Linked DNA regions of Zea mays: region 2 is linked to region 1. A link is a contact called in public Hi-C data. All regions are on one chromosome and are shown on one strand. Each heading gives the region's core, a stretch centred on a gene start, on an enhancer-like site or on the middle of the called end of the contact. The rest is flanking DNA. Distances are from core to core; before and after follow the strand shown.

Region 1 (4,006 bases), core at 633-3,132:
CTTAATCATGAATTGGTCGTCTTGGGTAAGGTAAAAGAAGCTCCCGCTTTTCCCAGGCGAAGACAGCTCCCTCAGAGGATCATTGCCACAGATCGAAAGCATGTAATCCCCTGTATCCACAGCAAACAACTTCCTCAAATGCCTGCAATGCAGAATACGACACCAGAGTTAATTAATAGAGAAGATGTGCAGACGGCAGCACACACAGATGAAATGGTAGATCAGGAGTCGAAGACAAAAAACCTGAACACCATGGGGCAGTAGTCCTTCCAGCAGAAGTACCCAGTTGAATGCGGCAGTGTGGCCTTCGAACCCTCTGGTGGGAACTCTGTCCAGGACAAAGCATTTTCCCTTGGATCAAAATCTCCCTGTTCCAGTTCTCGCATCGGCACAGCCGAAGACTTCCCCACGGAATGCCTGCAGGATGCAGAACCATAATAAAACCTCCATTTGCACATCCTCTCCAAAAACCAGACCACATTGTGAGAACACGGAGCTACCAAAACCTCACATGATGCCTAATTGCAGCTGCAGCATAAGCTCGTAATTCTTGTGTCGCTTGGATATGGTCCGCCCGGGTCGTTTACTCTGCGGCGTGGTTGCCACCGCCGACGCCCAGCGTGGGACTCCGCTGGCTGATCGCATGTAAGTTGCTCCACCCGCGATAGCCGCGGCTTCCTTGAAGAGCATAGGCATAGACGCCTCGAGCGCGTCGACGATGTCGCAGGTAATGTCTCCAGCCTCGCCCTCCGACTCCCATATGCAGATCCGCGGGGTCGCCTTGTCCCCCACGCCCTCCACAGAAGACCTCCTACTCACAGCAACAGCACCAGGAGGCGCGAAGAAAGTGGCGCTCATGGCCGGCAGGTCTACCGAGCTCCCAGGCCAGGAGCCGCCGGTGGGCCACGTGAAGACCCCTGACCCTTTGGGCACGCCGTTCTCCCAGACGCCGTCGTAGCGGCTGCCATTGGCACAGATAAGCGCGCCGCGGCCGGAGAGCACCCCGGCGCGCCACTCCCCGATGTACTGGTTGCCGTTGGCCCAGACGTACCGGCCGTGGCCGTCCTGGAGGTTGCGGCGCCACTGGCCCTCGTAGCAGTCCCCGTTGGCGTAGGTCTTGTTGCCCAGGCCGTGGCGACGGTCCGCCACCCACGCGCCGCGGTAGGTGGCGCCGTCTGGGCCGACGAACACGCCCTGCCCGTCGATGCGGCCCCTGCGGAACTGCCCCTCGAACGTGGCGCCCGACGGCCACGAGAAGCGGCCCTTCCCGGACGCCTTGCCCCGCCGCCAGTTCCCCTCGTACATGCAGCCGTCGGCCCACACGTACCTGCCCTTCCCGTGCGGCGAGCCGCCGCGGTAGACGTCCCCGTTGAGCAGCGTCTTCTCCACCACCGCCGTCTCCTCGCCGCCAGCAGCGCTGCTGGCGGCGGTCATCGCCGGTGCCACCCGCCTCATCCCCCACGCGCACTCTCGCACTCAAGCCCGCGGCGTTGCAGTTGCAGACCGGAAGCTGCTAGGACTTGCGATTTGGTGGGACTCGGGATTTATGTTGCACTACCTCCTCTCCCTCTTCTCCCGAGCTTTGATCTGGGCTAGAGCGGTGCCAGTACTGGGCTACTACTACCAGTGCAGTGGCCACTAGTGTGCCAGGTGAAGTGGGTGGAGGAGGGAAGAGGATTATACAATGGAAGAGGAGCGAGAGGCCGAGGCCCGAGGGGGGTGGCTTTTACCTAGCTGTCCCAACAACATCTCGCTAAGATCAGCGCGGCTCCTCTGGCGTGCAACGAGCGGCTCGCCACGCGGAGTCGCGGATCTCCTGCGGCCAGTTCACATTTGGTGGTGGGGCCACGGGGGCACGAGTCACGAGTGGACCCGTCGTCGTCCGCGACGGTTTGGGGCAAAACCGGATTTTATGGTTGGGTTTCTTTATTTGGATATATGCATGGGCGTTTTATTTTTTTGGAGGGGAGGGGATGGTCATCGTCTCATCGAGACATGGACTGGTTGGGTTTGAGTCGAGACTGCGGAACAGTTCGAGACAGGCCACAACTCATTACCCCACCACGCTGCCGCCAGGGGCACTCTCCGCCCCTGTCAGAAAACGAAGGGACTCAAGCAAATGATGCGTATCCTTTTCATTCAATGATGGTGTGTATTTATACATAGTGAAATGACAGAAAACTTGTCCATTCGCTAAGGACGGTTTCCTCGTCGTAGGAGAGAGGGAGAGGGGTGCCTGTTCGGGAACATGATTTACATAAAGGAATATTATTAACACTAATCTTATTAACTAATGACCGTCGATCTTGTTAATCTCCACCTTTGATATTAAGTGTGTTTCCTCCTCCGGATTGCTGACGTGGACGAAATCATTTTTTCCTTAATACTCCCCCTTGATTGAGTCCATCAAATGAAAATCCTGCATTTAAAATTTCTACTATACCTCATATCACCTTACAAAAACCCTGTGGGAAAATTAAGAGTGATATGGTATACGCTTGTATTAATATTGTCTCATTAAAAACTTTATATGATAAAAACTCTTTGTGAGAGAAAAACCGCATAAAGAAAAGAGTGCAATATGATGTGAACTTGTTATGTATCGGTGAGAGTTACTCCCCCTGAATTTTGCAGATCTCTAAGTCTTCTCATACCTATACCTTCAACATATTTTGAAAATGTGGAGTACGGTAGGGACTTAATGAATAAATCTGCGAGATTGTCGCATGATTTAGTCTGCAATATATTTATTTCTCCATCCTTTTGTAATTCATGAGGGAAAAATAATTTTGGAGCTATATGCTTAGTGATATTGCTCTTAATATAACCAATTTCCATCTGAATAACACAAGCTGCATTATCTTCATAGATAATGGTAGGTGATTCTATAGAACCTATACCACAAGATTGTAGTATATGATTAATCATTCTACGAAGTCATACACATTCTTTGGAAGCTTCATATAAAGCAATTATTTCAGAATGATTTGTGGAAGTGGCTACCAAAGTTTGTTTGGTTGATTTCCAAGAGATAGTTGTTCCACCATATAAATAAACAAAGCCTGTTTGAGATCTGACATTATGAGGATCTGAAAGATAGCCAGCATCTGTATATCCAATTAAAGTCGAGTCTTGGCCTCTTTCGTAGAAAAGACCAAAATCTCTTGTACCATTGAGATATCTAAGGATATGTTTTACTCCTGTCCAATGACGTTTAGTAGGAGCAGCACTGTATCTTGCAAGTAGATTCACTGCAAATGCAATGTCCGGCCGGGTACTATTTGCTAAATACATAAGCGCACCAATTGCACTTAGATATGGGTAATTTGAACCCAAAATCTCTTCTTTCTCCTCTCTAGGTCGGAATGGGTCTTTCTCCATGTCAAGAGATCTCACAACCATAGGAGTTTTGGAGGGATATGAATTATCCATATTAAACTTCTCCAATATTTTTTGGACATAGGCTTCTTGATATACGAATATGCCACAGGGCAAATGCTCAAGTTGTAAACCTAAGCAAAATTTGGTTTTACCCAAATCTTTCATTTCAAATTCCGTCTTTAGATGATGACGTGCTTCATTTATATCAATATCACTTCCAATGATGTTAAGATCATCAACATATACTGATATGATGCAAAAACCTGATGTGGATTTCTTAATGGAAACACATAGACAACCATCATTATTAGTGTATCCCTTTTTGGAAAGGAAAATACTTAAGCGTTTGTACCACACACGCCCTAATTGTTTTAAGCCATACAATGACTTTTACAATTTTACACAATACATGTTACGATTTGCCTTTGGATCCGGTACATTTATTCCATTCGGAACCTTCATGTATATATTTGAATCTAATGACCCATATATGTATGCGGTCACGACGTCCATCAACTGCATAGATAGATGATTTTGTACTGCTAGAGATATTAAATATCGGAAAGTGATGCCACTCATCACTGGGGAATAGGTTTCTGTATAATCTATTCTAGGTTTTTGCGAA
Region 2 (3,897 bases), core at 1,268-3,767, 600 kb after region 1:
CAAGACATCGATTCCACGCATTTGGTTCATTGTGATAGCATCTAGAGCTCTTGTTGAGTTGTGGACTCATTGAGTTGTGTTGCGAGCTCTTGTTGCGACTTGTGTGCGTGCTGTTGCTCTGATTTTGAGTCTTGTGTGCGTTGCTAGTTTCTCCCTTACTTCGTATTTCTTTGTGAATCTTAAGTGTAAGGGCGAGAGGCTCCAAGTTGTGGAGATTCCTCGCAAACGGGATATTGAAAGGCAAAGCAAAACACCGTGGTATTCAAGTTGGTCTTTGGACCGCTTGAGAGGGGTTGATTGCAACCCTCGTCCGTTGGGACGCCACAACGTGGAGTAGGCAAGCGTTGGTCTTGGCCGAACCACGGGATAAACCACTATGTCATCTCTGTGTTTGATCTCTTGTGGTATTGTGTTTTACTGAGACTCCTTTCTAGCCACTTGGCAATCATTGTGCTAACACTTAACAAGTTTTTGTGGCTATAAGTTTAAGTTTTTACAGGATCACCTATTCACCCCCCTCTAGGTGCTCTCAACGGGGACCTTCCCCCGAGGCCGAGGCCTGGGGTCGGGCGAGGCGGAGACCTTCCCCGAGGCCGGGGCTGAGGCCGAGGCCTGGGGTCGAGCGAGGCGGAGCTCCCTGTCGCGCCCGAGGCTAAACTCGGGGGAGGTCGAGACCTGCTGTCGTTAGTCTGGCCCTGGTGGTTGGCACAGTAGCCGGAGCGGGGTGAACAGTGTTGTTTTCCTGTTAGAACGGTCAGTAAAGGGGCGAAGTGACTGCGGTCACTTCGACCTTGTCGACTGAGGCGAGCGTGTCAGGATAAAGTGTCAGACGATCCCCACATTGAATGAGCATGCGATACGGTCGGTTGGTAGGGCGATCCGGCCGAGGTTGCTGCACGACAAAGTCTGCCCGAGCTGGGCTTCGGGCGAGCTGAGGGTGCGTCTGCTGACTGAGGGGACCCTCGGGCGAGGCGTGAATCCGTCCGGGACTACTGTCCTTGCCCGAGGCTGGGCTCGGATGAGGTCGCGTCCCCTAGTAGACGAGGCCTGCGCTTTATCAGTCGTTTATGGTTTGTTCTGAAGATGTTTTCCAACTGGATTAAGTAGCATTAGGGGTACCCCTAATTACGGTCCCCGACAATATGTTATACCTCCGTAAAATTTCATGATTTTTTGAGACTATTTATATATCTATTAATTTCTTGTCATAGAAAATCAATAAAATACAATTAAATCCATAAAATAATGTAGCGTCGATCGAAAATTGCAAATAAGTTATGAATACTAATAAATAGTCTCTACAAAGATAACCTTAAGTTCCCACGTAGAGATAACATTAATCCCCCACATAAAAATGATAAAGTATATTAGTTTAATATAAATTTGAACATTATTTTAATAATTTTGGCCTAAAGATATGTTTAAACAAAAAATTGATGTACTATAACGTTATAGATCTCTTCGAGCTCTACAATTTTCATATAAACTTTATCTTCATCCGATTTCATACGTAAAAGTTATGATGTTATAACTATACTATTATGCAGGAAATGAAAAAACGGGTACCCGAATTCCGGGTACCTGTATCCGACCTGACTATCTGAGTATTTACCGGGTAGTCCTCGCTCCGCATCCGACCTGAATCCGAAGCTTCAGTATCCGGGTATTTACCCGTATCCGTCCCGAATATAAAAATATTCGAATCCGTATCGAAAAATGAGTATTTGCAATATCCGTATCCGGTACCCGATGGGTATACCCGACCCGTTTTCACCCTAGCTCCGGCCAGATGCCCTCGCCGGAGGTATTATGGGCATGTTTGGTTCAACTTTTTTCTGACCAGCTTTTTTAAAAATCTGGCTGTGGGGAGAATCTGAGTATCATTACGATTAAGTGTGGAGAAAGATAAAGTTGTTCATAGGGCTCAGGATCTAGAAAGTGACGGATTTCTACTATTACAATGACTCAACCGATTATGTGTTTATGTTGATTTTGGATGGTTTTGCTCCAACAAATTTTATAGAAGCTGACTGAAAAGCTGAGTGTTTAGCAGTCCGCAACAGATTTTGGTGGTCAGAAGCTGTGTCTGTAATTTTTGGTTTGAAGATATACATGCACGCGCTAGATGTTAAAGAGTACTCTTCTACAAGATATTGCCTCGTAGCACGAGGATATCATGGCTGCCAGAGAAACTGTCATAACACAGCATGTGATGAAAACCACAGCGTGCAAAGCAAAGCAAAGCAAATCAAGCCATCTCGTCGACGCCCGAGCAATGACAGCTCGACAGGTGGGGGGGCTCCGCGAGGATCACATGCGCTGTACTCGGTAGCTCTCCGACGAGAGACGATTGCTCTGTTTCGCGGCCACGGCGACTCGCCGGCTCGGCCTCATCTGAACCCAGCAGACATATCGACGCGGGCGTTTTCGCTAGGAAACAAACCCGAGAGGTCTCTCCCAGCACCGGACGTGGCCAACCACCACAGCGCGCCCCCGCTCCACGCCTCCACAGAAAATAAAATCCCCAGCCGTCGTCGCCAAAGACAAGCTCTTCACCACAAACTGACAAACACGACCCAGGCCTTCTTCCTGCGAGTTTCATTTCATTTCATCCTACCTTACCTTTTTACTCCTCCAGTCCAGTCAGAGAACACCATAAGTGGCCGCTACACCTGCTCACTCCATTGCACCACTAGCAAGTAGCAACAGGAGCGCAGGCAGAACTAGAGCGGTCTTGGTATGGCTTCTTCCCTCGCGCCCGCGTCGTGGGCACTGCCGCTGCAGATGGTCGGGGCTGGGGCGGCAGCGGCGGGGCCTTCCTGCCGCGCGACGCTAGCCGTCGTCACGGAGCCCCGCTGGGCCGCGTCGCTGCGCCGGGCAAGGGTTCTCGTGGCGCTGGCGCCCCGGTGCGTGGCGCTCGACGGGCCCGGCGCCAGCGGCGAGGAGGAGGCGCCCAAGATCGAGGACGAGAGGAAGAAGAGCGGTGAGACGAAGAAGCCGGCGCGCGGCCGGCCGGTGTGGAGCCGGATCCTCTTCGCCTCCAAGAAGACACGAAGTATCATCATCCTCAACGCCCTCACGGTCATCTATGGTGTGCGAATACTTCCTTTGTTCTTAATCTCTCTCTCTCTCACACACACAGCCGCTCCAGTTCGTACTATATATGCTCAACTGCTCGGTCTCAAACTCTACTCTGCACGATTCTGGCATTGCTAATTAGGGTATTGAAAAAAATAGCAGTGCATCGCCTCTGTAATCTGTAGTGCTACTCCAAATACTCTTCATGCTAAAGTTCTTTCTCCGACCACTGTGATTGGTTGTGCTGTGGTTGGTATTAACAGTAAAATTGAGCCTTTTGTAGTTCACTTTTGATCCTTTTTTTTTATCCTGCCAGCAAGTGATATTCCGGTTTTGAAAGAGGTCGAAGCCCTGACAGAGCCTGCGGTCTTCAACATGGTGCGGTTCGTTGTTGCAGCCATCCCCTTCGTACCATTCGCGCTCCGTTCCTTCGGTGACCGCAGTGTACGCTACGCGGGACTGGAGCTGGGAGTCTGGGTTAGCTTAGCTTACCTTTCTCAAGCAATTGGATTGCTCTCATCTGATGCTGGCCGAGCATCCTTCATCACGGCCTTCACGGTAGATCCTGCTCCACGCCGTGTTCATTCTGAATTTTGGTGGTTTTGCTGAAATGGCCTGAACTGGCAAATGCTTCTGTTACTGTACAGGTCGTAGTTGTGCCTCTAATTGATGGTCTTCTTGGTGCTTCGATCCCCAGACTCACATGGTTCGGAGCCATCATGTCTCTGTTCGGAATTGGCCTGCTGGAATGTGGTGGATCTCCTCCCAGTGTAAGTAACAACTTTGTTTTTACTAAGTAGTTTATTGGCTGTAGTGAAT

The links. Hi-C and Micro-C count contacts between places; a contact is called where the count stands out from the background.
Region 2: a Hi-C map of bundle sheath shows a contact between it and region 1, with 2.6 times the contacts expected there. The contact joins the promoter of LOC100284729 here to the promoter of LOC103643872 in region 1. A contact is called at or near these places in 3 of 25 Hi-C or Micro-C datasets (bundle sheath, ear and tassel).

The regions. Positions count from the first base shown.
Region 1 is chr1:272,035,204-272,039,209 of Zm-B73-REFERENCE-NAM-5.0, forward strand. LOC103643872 (phosphatidylinositol 4-phosphate 5-kinase 2) reads right to left here and starts at 1,883. Exons shown (of 8, transcript XM_008667053.4): 1 at 512-1,883; 2 at 244-417; 3 at 1-142. The coding sequence starts at 1,455.
Region 2 is chr1:272,631,382-272,635,278 of Zm-B73-REFERENCE-NAM-5.0, forward strand. LOC100284729 (integral membrane protein DUF6 containing protein) reads left to right here and starts at 2,518. Exons shown (of 8, transcript NR_182097.1): 1 at 2,518-3,091; 2 at 3,419-3,636; 3 at 3,776-3,848.